2 separate regions of the Macaca mulatta genome follow, and region 1 is linked to region 2. A link is a contact called in public Hi-C data. All regions are on one chromosome and are shown on one strand. Each heading gives the region's core, a stretch centred on a gene start, on an enhancer-like site or on the middle of the called end of the contact. The rest is flanking DNA. Distances are from core to core; before and after follow the strand shown. Region 1 has its middle 410 kb from the start of PRKD1. Region 2 has its middle 490 kb from the start of PRKD1.

Evidence for each region. Hi-C and Micro-C count contacts between places; a contact is called where the count stands out from the background.
Region 1: a contact with region 2 is called in a Hi-C map of fetal cortical plate, with 3 times the contacts expected there. The contact joins two enhancer-like sites. A contact is called at or near these places in 2 of 14 Hi-C or Micro-C datasets (fetal cortex germinal zone and fetal cortical plate).

What each region holds. Positions count from the first base shown.
Region 1 is chr7:102,637,986-102,640,685 of T2T-MMU8v2.0, reverse strand. No RefSeq gene overlaps it. Among named protein-coding and RNA genes, the nearest start is that of PRKD1, 410 kb to the left of the region's middle. Within about 2 kb of position 1,410, at least 7 of the 40 cell types and tissues checked have an H3K27ac peak or open chromatin away from gene starts, as enhancers often do. A contact at or near this core is called in fetal cortical plate, where this site is marked.
Region 2 is chr7:102,563,748-102,566,447 of T2T-MMU8v2.0, reverse strand. No RefSeq gene overlaps it. Among named protein-coding and RNA genes, the nearest start is that of PRKD1, 490 kb to the left of the region's middle. Within about 2 kb of position 1,392, at least 7 of the 40 cell types and tissues checked have an H3K27ac peak or open chromatin away from gene starts, as enhancers often do. A contact at or near this core is called in fetal cortical plate, where this site is marked.

The sequences.
Region 1 (2,700 bases), core at 161-2,660, 74 kb before region 2:
GACATTAAAGTGTTTGGAAAGAACCACCAATTCACTTTGTTATCTCCTCAGGTTTTTGGCTATCAGAGGATTAATACATCTGTTTCCTTTCTGGCAATTACTATCCAATAACCCTGAAACATAGGTCAACTTTTTCAGAACCTTATATTTCACTATTGTAGCACTCAATTATTTAATTATAAGTAAATGCTATAAAAATGTAAAAATATAGGCTGCGTGCGGTGGCTCTCTCTTGTAATCCCAGCACTTTAGGAGACCAGGACGCGTGGATCATGAGGTCAGGTGTTCAAGACCAGCCTGGCCAAGATGGTGAAACCCTATCTGTACTAAAAAAATACAAAAATTAGCCAAGAGTGGTGCCAAGCACCTGTAATTCCAGCTACTCGGGAGGCTGAGGCAGAGAATTGCTTGAACCCAGGAGGCGGAGGTTGCAGTGAGCCGAGATCGCGTCACTGCACTCTAGCCTGGACGACAGAGCGGGACTCCATCTCAAAATAAATAAATAAATAAATAAAAATAAAAAGTAAAAAATAAAAAAATTAAAAATGTAGATGATAAAACTACTTCAGTTTATGAAATTTATGGAATGTGAAGTTTTGTTATCCATATGTAAGTATAATTTCTATGTCGTACCTATAGGTTTAACTTTTAAAATGTGTCTTTTAGGACATGATATTGATACGTTCTTTCCTCAAATACAGCTGAATTCTCAATGAGAAGGAGCTTAAAAAATAAATAAAAAAATTGGATGATCAATTTAAATCACGGTGATTATTATGAGATGGCTAAATATGATTTAAACCACACGCGCTGAAATGGGGATTAAATAAAATTCCTCTCTTCCCTTCACTACCAATCATGACCTCTTGGCGGCTCCACTTCCGCTATTGGCGTGGTCGGCCTTAGCCTTCAGAAAATAAAGGGTTTCCTTCACATGTTCGTTTTGTGTTTACCTTACGGATTTCCTCTTTTAGGAAGATAAGAAAATTAGTTTTGTATTTCAACTGCTTCTCTGTATTGAAACGGAATGGTGAAAATACAGCTGTTTGAAACATACTGTGAGCAAAAAGGCAATGAAATATTATTTTTAAGAAGAGTTATCAAAATCAGGGTGCCAATCACTCTTAGAAGCAGGGTAAAAATAACTTGCACTTCAATATTTATATTTATATTTATTATAAGAAAAAAGTTTCTTTTTGTGGAAAGAAGGTGCAGAAAAGGGCACAGTATTAGCTAAATATTGTACCTTAGAACATCAGTCATTTCCTTCTCAATAGTACTGAAAGGGTCTAATTTATAAGTTTTTCCATCTCCCTGTTATGCTGGTTTGTAAGTTCTGACACTGCTACTGGTATGTTAATGAGAAGCTAGCGTTCCATTAAGAGAAAACCATATGCTCTGCTGCCTACTGTGAAAGAGAAAGCATGTAATGTGGCTGTTGCCTTAGTAACACATTAATTCATTTTGTCAGTGTTGGCACAGATCATTTCATTTATAAGAAAACAAGTATAATAGTTTACCACATCTATAATATTTACAGTGTTTCTGTTACAAAACAGTGACAAAATGAGTTTAAAAAATAGAGTTGGTATAATATCATTAAAATATGGAATTTGTGGTAAAAATTTCCCTGTAAAAATGAAAAAAAATAAAGATTGGTGTAAAATTTCTTTTCACAATCCTACTTAAAACATTTTAACACCAAACTGTTTGCTTTTTAGCATATTTGTATTATACTAATAACGTGCGTCTGCTGCAAAAAATTTAGTCCATGAAAAACACAAGTGCATTAACAGTTTTTAATGAATGCTAAACAAAATATTTCATACAACAGTTTTGTTAAATTACAACCATTATAAACCTAATCGTATGCTAGTGTGTTACTCATAACAAGGCTAAACATTTATCTAGTTTTATCTGTTCTTCCAGATGTTTATTAGTATTCTAGCACTCCTAAAATATTTAAATTAAACCACTCCATTTTCTCATGTGAATGCATTTTGGGTTTTATTCATAGAAGATCTAGTCACATGTATACCTAAATAAATATAGTACACTGTATATGCTTTATGCACAAGTGATACTTAATGTGAATTGAGATAATCCAAAAGCATGATAAGGGAGAGAAGTGATTAGAGGAAAGACAAGTTCCTGTTTATTAAAGTCTGCACCTGCAGCAGGGTATCAGTTCTACCCATCCTTAGGGTATTCCACACCTGTAAACACACATTCTTAACAACAAACATTTTGCATCTGTGATGTTCACCTACTTTTTTTAACCAATAAAAAGCTAACTGTGTACAAGATAGCGAGCAACTATCATTTATTAGTTTATGGAGTGATTTAGGTTTTATGTCATTTCAAAGGAAGCATTTATGCATTTACATAAGTTATACAAATGGGTGCAAACCACTGTGAAGCTGGTCATCTAAGTAATGAATGGCCAATTATACTTTCAACAGTAAGAAATACCTTCCTAAAATACCAGTGTTCAATGGGTTCATCCAAAGCCTCATGAACCAAATGTGAGTGTTTTTGTTTTTGCTCTCCTGACTATCATCACGGCAATGCTCCCACGTTTAATGGGATTCTTTCTAATTAGAACCCAAGACCAGAGAGTACTTTTAAGAGTCTCCTTTACAGACCTGCAATGTGAATACTCTGGGAGACACTTAAGAAAATAAAATTTATGATTAGCTT
Region 2 (2,700 bases), core at 143-2,642:
TGTCTCTCTTCAATTTGTGTAGCCCCAAACACCAGCCAATTAACTTGAAGTTGAGTTTTGACTCAAACTCGTGACCCTTCAGGCCATAGAGCCCTGTTCTGCATCTGGTGTCATCAAACCAAGTTAGGATAAAAATAATCTCTGCTATTGTTTTTTGTGTGTGTTGCTTTTTCTTTCCTTGCTTTTAAAAATAAATAATGCTTTTAAGACCTACTGAGGTCTTTACGATTCCTAAAGCTTTCTACATGATATTTGTATGTTTTCTCTTCTTTGGAAGGAGAAAAAAGCTGGAACACAATCATTTTTATTGAACAAAGTTTGCAGTTCATTAAAGGCTTTCTGGCTCCCATGTGCAAGTGCTGACCATTACATCACGCGCCCTGAGGGTTGTGCTAGAAAAGAGAAAAGAAGGCGAAATCAGCAAAAATAAAAGAGTCTCCCTGACTTGAATTGAAAAATGTGCTTGTTTTTTGTTAAACACCACAAATTTGCAGGAAGGCTGGCAAGTGTAATAGCATTCTGAGCATATGCTACCTCGGAGGCACAAAGCCCTCGCTTAAAGAAATACACTCAAAACGTACACTTTGATCCCCAAGATTTGATCAAATAAAACAATAGTTTCCAAGCTGTGTCACCTATTACAAAGTTAGTTTAAAGATTCTGTGAAATAGGAATGAATATGTACCACCCAAACCATTTTCATTTCATTCACTTTTTTTTTTTTTTGTAAAATAATTGTAAAAAATTCCAGTGGAAAGGAAAAGATGGATATCTTTCCAAATAAGGTGAACTGAGGAGCAAAACAAAAAAGAGGGGGCTGAGGATAGAAAATTTACTCTTTTATTCTTTCTTGTTTTCTAAGAATTCAGCAACATTTGGTTATTGGGGATGTCTGGAACTTATGACTATTTATAAAATCTATGCTCAGACGTTATAAGTAGTATCATAATAGAGGTCTGGAAGTGTAATGAGGTGGATTTGTACAAAAGGGGCCTCAAGCAGTGTCTGCAACCCAGTGGCTATTAAATTCTGATATCATTTTGACCCTAAATAGTGTCTATTTTTTAAATTGAGAATGCAGTGAATTCACCATGCCTTTGTGATTTGATTTTCAGAAGAAAATAAAAGCAAAATCAAGCCCAACAAGGCCAATAACATTGCTATTGAGGCTATATTTTAATGTATTCTTTTATTGTGTGAATACTTTTTTGAAAGTACACAGATCTTAAATATCATAGCTAGAAAGTTGATATGGCTTAGATTTCAGATGATAAACACTACCACACGGTGTCATATTAAAATGTAAAAACTATGTATGCATGCCACAGCCTCTGCCTGCTATGAGTTTGGTTGTACGAATGTTTTTTTGACTTCTAAATCACACATTTGCTAAAATGAGCTCTGGTAGATATCAGTTTGCGCACAGGCACAATGTGTCTCAGTCAGATTCATAAAACAGATAGCTGAACTATACTTTGACTTTTGACATCAACAATCTGACTTCAATATTTCTCCACAAAAAGAGACTCCTGACTCTGTGCTGTTTCAATGTGATGGATAGCTTTTCAGCTGCTGACAGCACTGAACGTAATAAATGCATTCATCAGCGTTGGGGGCTGCATATCCCCATGTCTTAAGTTGTATAGCTAGTGGTTTTGAAATGCCACCCAGAAACACCTGCAGCACTGCCCTGTTTCTGCAGAACTGCAAAGCCACTGTGAAAAAATATTATTCTAAAGTTGTCTGTATATCAGCATTTCTGTGCTAAACAACCTTTTAATTGCCTACCCTCTAATTTTTCTTTGCCTTGAAACACTTGCACACACATATTTTAATTTAAGCCGCTCTGTTTGACTCCTCTGATCATCTGGGTTTTCATTGTCATTACTTCACAATAATTTAATGTCATATATAATGGCATCAAATTGGGGAAAGCCCTAAAAGCTGCCAATCCAAAGTGATCTGAATGTTCCCGAGTACAAGTCTAGATAAGCTTGACTTGTTTGTGCCAACATTATTCATCACATTCTGTGTCTAACTGGGCCAGTGTTCTCTTGCTATTGCATTTTTAAATCCTCTTTCAGCACACTCTGAAGCTTCTCAATCAGTGTGCTTTCTATGCTACAGTTAACAAAATGGTTGCAAGTATACATATGCACAAAAATAAAAGAAAGAGTATTATGACAATGCTTCCTATACTACTATCTAAACGTTTTACCATATTGTTCTTTAACTTGGTTCCTGTTAAACAAATCGCATTTTGTTTGCCGCTAGAAGAGGAGAGTTGGACCACATGTGCAATTCCACATTGGTTTTAGATTTTAATTTAATAATATTACAGAGAGCTAACTACTGTTAATGAAAACTTATTTGTGAGGCTACTCCAAAGTTGATCATATATGTCTTCTTGGGAGGAGAAGAGTTTTATTTTATAGCTAATTAAAAGTTTCTAAAGATGCTGTGGATTTTTTTTGTGCAAATTAAAATTAATTAGAGTTATTAAGGAGCCATGAAAAGAAGGATTTGAGAAATAGTGAGAAATATTATTTAAACCCTAATGGAATTCAGTGAAACCCACAGGTCTATTACAGGCCCCTGATTTGCCAGGATCACTGCAGGGAATCTAACATTAATAAGCACACTGGTAATTAAATCATTTGTTACTTTGTCTGTAATGTTGTAATGTTTCACTGATACTCT